Regions from separate parts of the Oryctolagus cuniculus genome. Here region 2 is linked to region 1. The links are chromatin contacts, called in public Hi-C maps. All regions are on one chromosome and are shown on one strand. Each heading gives the region's core, a stretch centred on a gene start, on an enhancer-like site or on the middle of the called end of the contact. The rest is flanking DNA. Distances are from core to core; before and after follow the strand shown. Region 1 holds the start of SLC30A1 (solute carrier family 30 member 1). Region 2 has its middle 44 kb from the start of NEK2.

Evidence for each region. A called contact is a pair of places that touch in the nucleus more often than the background predicts.
Region 2: a Hi-C map of psoas muscle shows a contact between it and region 1, with 2.9 times the contacts expected there. The contact joins the enhancer-like site here to the promoter of SLC30A1 in region 1. A contact is called at or near these places in 3 of 6 Hi-C or Micro-C datasets (psoas muscle, skin fibroblasts and an unstated tissue).

Annotation. Positions count from the first base shown.
Region 1 is chr13:26,162,128-26,166,149 of mOryCun1.1, forward strand. SLC30A1 (solute carrier family 30 member 1) reads right to left here and starts at 1,972. Exons shown (of 2, transcript XM_051820544.2): 1 at 723-1,972. The coding sequence starts at 1,338.
Region 2 is chr13:26,208,936-26,213,175 of mOryCun1.1, forward strand. No RefSeq gene overlaps it. Among named protein-coding and RNA genes, the nearest start is that of NEK2, 44 kb to the right of the region's middle. Within about 2 kb of position 2,621, at least 1 of the 8 cell types and tissues checked has an H3K27ac peak or open chromatin away from gene starts, as enhancers often do.

The sequences.
Region 1 (4,022 bases), core at 722-3,221:
AAAATGGGAGGAAATACACAAACTGTTTACATGGCTGAGCTTGGGTAACATGCCATTGCTTCGTTTGCTGGTTTATTTTTCCCCACTTCCTTTCAACATTTATTTTCCAAATTCTCTTCAAGAGCACTTATGTTAAAGGAAAAGCATTCATTAAAAATACACGATAAATAAATTAGCGTCACTTTCCTTTTGGTCTTAAGGGAAGTACATGTTAACCCCGGACAAACCCCTAGGATTTTCAGGATTGGGGATCGATGAACTGAAAAATACATTGCGGCTCATAAACGAAACCTTTACCCAGGGCTCATGCGCTCTGAAGGCAACGTTACGAAACTTGTGCAGTGGGCACGGGACTACTTGGGCTGGGCAGGGTCTCAGCCCCCAAGTAAGGACGGACAGGGGGTCCCCTCCGTTCCCCAGGGGGGCCGCCGAGGGCCTGGATTCCGAAGCATTTTCGGAGCTGTCCCGCCGACTGCCCCGAGATGCGGCCCCCTCTGCCTCTTCCCGCCGCGGCAGACCCACCGCCCCCCGCTCCTCCCACCCGGCCCGGGTGGGTCCGGCTTCCTCGAGCTGCGGGGCTTGTGCGGGCCGTGCGGGAAGCCGGCGGCGCGGCCGGGCTCGCGCGGGCGCCAGGGGGCGTCCCGGCCACCCCGCCCAGGGCCAGGCGGGGTGGCCGGGACTCCCCAGACCCAACCACCTGCGGCCGCGACTGCTGCGCTCACCTGCCGGGTCCACCTTGAGTCCGTTGGAGTTGCTGCTATTGGCCACCAAGGTGTTGGTCTCCTCCAGCTCCGGGCCCTGCTCGCCGGGGGCCGCGCTGCCGTCGCTGCCCCCGGCGCGGTTGCTCTTGACGCGGACCCCCTTGGGGAGGCCGTGGCCGTGGCCCCCGTGCGAGTGGCCGTGGCCGGAGTCCTGGCTGAAGCCGCTGTGGTGGTGGAAGAGGCAGAGCCCCAGCACGTTAACCAGCAGCCCGGCCACGCCGACGCCGAGGACCACGAGCGGCTGCTGCATCTCGTGCGGTTCGATGAAGCGCTCGATGGCTTCGAGCAGGATGGCGAAGCAAAGGCCGGTCAGGAAGATGGCGTTCACCAGGGCCCCCATCACCTCGGCCCGGATCCAGCCGAACGTGTTCTTCTGGGTGGCGTGGGTCCGCCGGGCGAAGCGCTCGGCCACCAGCGCCACCACGAGCGCCAGCACGTCCGACAGCATGTGGAAGGAGTCCGAGAGCATCGCCAGCGACGAGGTCACCCGGCTCACCACCACCTCCAGCACCATGAACATGAAGGTCAGCAGCAGCATGCACAGCAGCCGGCCCCGGTTCCGACCCCAGCACCCCATGGCTGCGGCGGAGCGGCCCGGCGACCCGGGAGGCGGCGGCGGCGGCGGCGGCGGCGACCCGGCGACGCGGGTCGGAGGGCGGCGCGGGGCTCTTGCCGCCGGACTCCGGCAGCTCGGGAAACCGCTGCGGGGCTCCCGCGGCCGCACGGGGGCGAGCCCGGGGTCAAGCCGCTGAGCCCCGCGCCTGCGGGCGTCCTCGGCCGGCCGGCGGCGGCGGCGCGCAGCTCCTCAGGCGTCTGTTCTCCGAGCCGGCGCCGAGGCCCTGCTCAACCCTGGCAGCCCCCACACCCACAGCGGGGCGGAGGCGGCGGCGGCTGTGGTGGCGGTGGCGGTGGCGGTGGCGGCGGGGAGCCGGGACTCCCGGAGCCGAGGGACGAGCAGCCGGAGCAGGAGCAGGAGCAGGCGGGCGGCGGGCGAGGGTGACCCGGAGCTCCGCGCCGAGAGGGCTCCGAGCATCTGAGGGCTCTCCTCGCCGATCTCCGCTGAGAGTGAACTGAGGAGCCCACCGCTGAGGAGCTGAAGAGGCGGCGGCCACGGCAGCTGCACTCGGCCCGGTCTCGGGCGCCTTCTTCGCCCCCCCGCCTTTGCAGACGGTTTACAAAAAAACTTTGCTTTGCACTCGGAACCCCCGTTTTCACACGGACCCGAGCGTGACAAGGCCCCAACGCCACGCCCACCGGGCCCGGAACGTTTTCCCATTGGCCAGGACTCCCTCACGACAGCTGCCCCGCCCCGCCCATCCGCCCCGGCTATTGGATGGAAGCTCGGAGGGGCGGGAGAGGGCGGGGTGGCGGCTCCAACCGATGGAGGCGGGGCCTTTCCCTACAGGAGCCGGGCGTGGGCCGGGGGCCGCGGCCGGGTGCAGCGGCGGGCGTCGTGGGGGAGGGTAGGGGGCGCGGGCCGCGTGCAGCGGGAGGGGGAGGGGCGGGCGGGAACCTCTCGGGCGTTGCCAAGGCCGCGTTAGGTGTGGAGGGGTCCTCGCAGCCCCCCGCACACCTGCCGGGGCCGGGCTGCAAACAGACTTTGATCCTGCCAGTCGAGTCCACGTGGGGGCGGGCTGCGCGGCGGCTTGTGACAGCCCGGCGGCCGGGGAGGGGCCGGGGGCAGCCCCTGCATGCGGGGCCCTCGGGTGCGCGCCCCTGTCAGAGCCTCCAGACTCATAAACAAGTGCCGGACGTAACTTGTGACTCTGCCCCGCCGGGCCGAGGAGTTCGTCCTGCGGGCGGCTTTGCAAGTGGCGTGAAGGAGATCTTTGTAAATGTTTCCGTAAAGCAAATTGCCCCTGTCACGCCGCCCCCAGGAGGCCCTGTGTAACGCGGGGGCTTTCTGTCACTCATTACCCAGGGACCATTTAGGGCACAGACTTCAGCAGGAGGACCCTGGGCTCTGGCTCTTGCCCGATCACCGGCAAGTCGTCGGGCCCCTCTCGGCCTGTGTGTTGGTTGCTGAGGGGAAGGATCGATGGCCGAGCGGGACCCGGGCTTCCTTCAGAGCCCCGCGTTCGGAGGCTTTGTGTTTGTGGACCACGCGGCCGAACCCTGCGGTGCTGGTGTTGCTGGGGAGGGGGAGGGGCAGCTTCTGCCCTGGTGGGGGTCACATAGGCGGGTACAAACTTTAAGTGATGACAGAGCCCTCCCTAAGGCGTGTTTATGCACTGGCTCAGATTGGAGATACACGCAGGGTTCCTGGGGCGGCGATTAGCCGATCTGGAGGTGAAGGATTCCTGGTCCAAGTGGGGTGGGCTGGAGCTTAGGATCATCACAGTGGCCTCTCCACTGCCCCTGGTGGGGGAGCTGGCCCCCAGCTGCTCCACATCTGTGCCAGACCAACGCAGTGCCAGCCCTTGCCTTCAGATCAGCACATGAGTTAGGCTACTTTGCATTTGGGGGGGGGGTATTATTAAGTCTATAAAATTCTTTTTCACTTGTATGTGGAGTGTTTCTCAACTCCCCATCTAGTCTGGAGAGCCACATCTTCATTTTCTGTGTTTGTTCTGCTGGGATAGAAAAGAATGGAAAGTTTCCCAGTCATTATTAAGGAAGAATTGACAGAGCTGTGTGATTAATAGGGTATGGGGAGGAAGAAGGCTGCTTAGCAGAATTAAAGATACTCACAGTGCTCCTAATCTGGCAAGGAAACCACTTCCTTGACTAGGTGAGGCAGCCGGGAAGGGGGCCAAGAAGCTTGGTTTAAAGGGGGAAATACGGAGCTCCTTTCCCCCCTTTATGTGAAAAGCAAAGAGCTAGTGAGCGATAGCTTCCATCCACGGGCTCACTCCTCACATGCCAGCAACAGCTAGGGTTGGGTCAGGCTGAAGACAGGAGCCTGGAACTCAACCCAGGTCTCCCACTTAGGAGTCAGGGACTCAAGTGCTTGAGCCTTCGTTTCCTGCTTCTCCCCAGGATGCGGATTTGCGAGAAGCTGGGATGCAAAGAGGAGCTGGGACGTGAACCCAGGGACTCCGATATGGAATGTCAGTGTCCCAACCTGTGCCTTACCCACTGTGCCAGACATCTGCCCCGAGTTCCATTTTTTAGTAAGAGATTTATTGATGTGAAAGGCAACATGAAAGAGATCTTTGGCTAGACCAGGCCAAGTCCAGGAGCCAGGAACTCCTCTCAGGTCTCCCCTGTGGGTGTCAGAGGCCCAAGTACTTGCTCCAGCTGCTTCCCAGGTGTCTCGAC
Region 2 (4,240 bases), core at 1,371-3,870, 47 kb after region 1:
ACACAGACTTGCAGAGGCACTGTCATTCCCGACTACATTGTATGAAGGGCAACGAAGCCAAGGGGCTGCAGCTTGCTGATCCATGTATATCCCCCTGCAAGGTGCCCCCACTCTGAGTAACTTCACACAGCCTTTCCTTGGGAGGTTACAAACTTGGACTCTGGAGCCATGCTGTCTGCGTGTGAATCCTGCCTCCACTTTTTACTAGCTTGGGCAAGTTGCTTAAACTCTCTGGGCCTTAGTTTTCTCGTCTATAAAATGGGGATGTCAATAGTAACTTTTGTCAGAGGGCCACTGTGAGGATTCCATCTTTAATATGCCTGAAGTGCTTGGGACAGCACCTGTTCTAAGAGCAAACACTGGATGAGTGAGTGACTGCTGTATTCAAGGCACAGGAGTAACCAACAGAAGCACTGCAAAGTGACAGCAGAATAGCCGGTGGGTGAGGAGGGTGGCAGGCTGTAGGGAGCCCCAGAGGCAAGCTGGGTCCCTAGTGTTCCAAGCCACGTGGACACCAGCGTGTGCCGCCTTCAGCTCACCATTAGAGCCGTGGAAGGGACCGTCAGAAACAGCTGACCACACTCAGGCTCAGGGGAAGATTTTTCATTTCAGGGTCTCTGTGCCGTTTGATTTCCCCACACACATTTCACACATTTAAATTACTTGGGTACTTTCAAATTAAATAGTCTTCTAGGAGTGGGCGCGTAGTGCAGTGGTGAAGTTGTCGCTTGGGTCACCTGCATCCCGTGATCAGAGTGTGGGGTTCAAGACCTGACGCCTCCACTTCCGTTCCAGTGTCCTGCCAGAGTGTCCTCTGGGAGAAAGCAGTTGATGACCACGCACTGGGTCATCCCTGCCACCCGTGTGGGAGACCCAGGTTAGGTTGCAGGTTCCTAGTTTCAGCCTGGCCCAGCTCTGGCTGTTGTGGGCATTTGGGGAGGGAACCAGCAGATGGAAAAATCTCTCTGCCTTTCAAATAAAAGGCAACTAAGTAAGTTTTGTCTTCAGGAAGTGGAGCAGCCTGCCCAGGGCTCAGGGTGGAAGTGTTCGCACGGGGAGGCTCGGTGAATGTGCCACACTGGGGTTTTCTATTAGGAGAGCCCGGTTATCAGCTCTAAGAGATAGGCAGTTATCTCCGTGGTCACTCTTAACCCTTCTGCTGCCTGCTGGGGTCTGGCTTTGAGAATTACTGCTCTGGAGATTCCAAACCGGATGTGATTCTCCAGGGCGGGAAAGAACAATGAAGAGAGGTTATGTTTGCTCCCTTGAGCTAGTTAAAACCTCCTGCGCTCCGTTACCGGATTACCACGTCCCTAGCCAGCAAAAGGGTTGCCAGAAGCGAGTTCGTGGGTCTGGAGCGCAAACACACTGGTGCGCATGCGCACACGTTGCATTTCCTTGGACAGTCTCTGCGCGTCTGAGCCTTCAACATCGTGATCAAGTGTGTGAGATCTGCAGTCTTGGGCCCAGCCTCAGTCCTGGCGCTGCTGCTAGCCAGCTGCGGCAGACTACCCGCGATCCCTGAGCTGTCAGTTCTTCAACTGTCAGGGAGGGCTAATAATAGTATCGACCTCACCGGATTGTTCTGGGCACTGCTAAATGCGCCCAGTGTACAGTACATGCCCTACTCCTGGGGGCCACTCCTAGCCTTGTCAGAAATAGTGGTATGGCGCTAAAAAAAATTATTTATTTATTTATAAGACCGAGCGCCACACAGCGAGAAGGAGAGACAGAACGAGAGCTCTTCCATTGGCTGGTTCACTCCCCAAATGGCTGTAACGGTCAGGGCTGGGTCAAGCAGAAGCCAGGGGCCAGGAGCGCCATCTGGTTCTCTCACATGCGTGGCAGGAACCCGAGTACTTGGGCCATCGTCACTGCCGCCCAAGCACGTTAGCAGGAAGTCGTACTGAGAGCAGAGCCGAGACTGGAACGGGCACTTTGATATGGGATGCTGCTGTCACAGCAGCCTAACCCGCTCCGTCCTAGGTTCCTGATTTCTATTTCTAACTAAATGTTTGTGGTAGATGTGGCTTTGGAGTAGTGGGAGGGGGAGGTTCTTAGTGTGTACTCTGTGCTCGGCCTCAGACTAGCGTGTGGGGGCTGGGCAGCCGCCTTCCTCCGTTATCTCCCAGCAGCATTCCAGTGCACAAGATAGAGTGACAGGGAACTTGGAGAACTCAGTTGTTGCAGCCCCGTGCTGGAAAAGAAGGAGCTGAGAATTCCAGAGGAGGTCCTGGCTCAGAAATTGCCTTTCTTTGAAACAGCTGTTTTTATTTAAAAAAAAAAAAAAGAAAAAAGGCAGGGAGAGAGAGATCTTTTATCCACTGGCTCACTCACCAAATGGCCACAGCAATCAGTATCGGGTCAGGCTGAAGCCAGCAGCCTGGAACTCCATCTGGGTCTTCCATGTGGGTGGCAGAGGCCCAAGCATTTGGACTATCTTGCGATGCCTTCCCAGGTGCATTAGCAGGGAGTTGAGTGGGAAGCAGAACAGCCAAGACTCAAACCAACTGGGTCACAATGCTGGCCCCAAAAGAGGTTTTAGAAGGCACACGTCATAAACTCCATGTGGCCAAGGGCTATGTCTGTTCCACACACCACTAAATCCCCCACGCCAAGCTCAGTGGCTGAAACATTAGCTGGGTAGTTTGAATGAGTACTGACCCCAAGCCAGGGGCTGCCTGCAGAAGCTTTGGAAAGGAAAGAAATTGTGAGTACTTGAAACTGGATCTCTCCAGCTGTTGGCAGGCTGGTCTTGGGAGCTGGAGCGGTGGCTAAGAGTGGCAGCCTAAGTGCTGGCATTTGCTGGCAGGGGTCTGGAGCCCTGAGCCAAGCCAGGACCTACCCAGGAAAGCGAGCCCTGCTGCGGCGGACGGGGCCCTGGCTGCTCAGTAGCCTCATGGCTCCGGCTTCCAACAGGGGTATCACCTCTCGTTTTGCTCCTGCTCCTTTTTGAGCACAGCATTGCCAGATTCAGCAAATCAAAATACAGGATGTCTAGTTAAATTTAAATTTCAGAGAAATGATGAACATACTTTTAGTAAAAGCATGGCTTGTGGGGGCTGGTGCTGTGACATAGCAGGTTAAGGCACCCCAGCGATGCCAGCATCCTGTATGAGTACCAGACTCCTGGCTGTTCGGCTTCTGATCCAGCTCCTGCTATTGCATCCTGGCCTGATGCATTGGTGACCGTCCTGACCCCTGGGCTGGGAGGTCATGGCTGAGCCTAGCCCCAGAGCCCTGGAAAGGGCAGTGGAGCCTGTCCCTTGTGCTGTCCGTGAGACAGGAGGTACACACACTGGGAAAATGGAAGTCAATGCCAACCCCTGAGTGTTTGGTCAAGGCTGCCTGTAGCTGAAATGTTCTCAGCGGGGGAAGAGGGGTTGAATGACAGAGAGGGACCATGGAGCCTCGGGTCTTGGGATGACAACCGTGACAATAACAGCTCCCACCCTGAGACTCCTGCACCTGCACCAGGCTCCAGGCCTTCCGTAAGCTCACCAGTTTTCACAATGACCAGCACCTCTGCTGTGACCCTGCTGGCCAGCTCAAGCACTTGGAATGAGGGTCTGGGATGGGGGGGGGGGGTAGGGGGCTGGGAGGAGGAGGTATGCCGTGGGCTAGAGGTGGGATCTGTACCACCCCTTCCACCCTGTGTGACCCCAGGGAACGTCTGCCCCTCTGAGCCGTAGCTTCCTGACCTGCAAAACTAGCCTGATGGCCAACGAGCCTTGGGGGTGTGGTGAGAAGTCACAGGTGCCAGGGTAGAGGGTGCCCACCTGAGCAAGGCTTTGGTGAGCCATCATCTCAGAGTCCCCACTTGGAAAGGAGAGGATGATTCCTGACACCTTTCCTGGTGTCACTCCTACCCTCTGGGGAGATGGGGAGGTAAGAGTCCAGCCCACTGAGATGGGTGAATTTGACCTTGGCCTTAGGAGGCAGGCCTGCTGGGCCGTCAGGGTCCTCTGTGAACAGAATGGCAGGAGTGACAGTTGAAAGCTTTGTTGTATGAAAGGAGAGCAGCACTGGCTGGGTCCAGTCCCTAGAGACCGTCCAGTGACCTAAGAGCTGGGGAAGGGACCCTGGGAGCATCTGTGGCTTTCGGGGAAAGTATAGCGGATGGCGTGCTAAACAGAAGCAGTTGTACCCAGAGGAGCGGCTCCAGGACCATGGCCTCTCCCAGGCCCCACACAGTGCCCCTTGCCAGCTCAGGAGGGCCACTGCCAAGCGGGGCATCTGA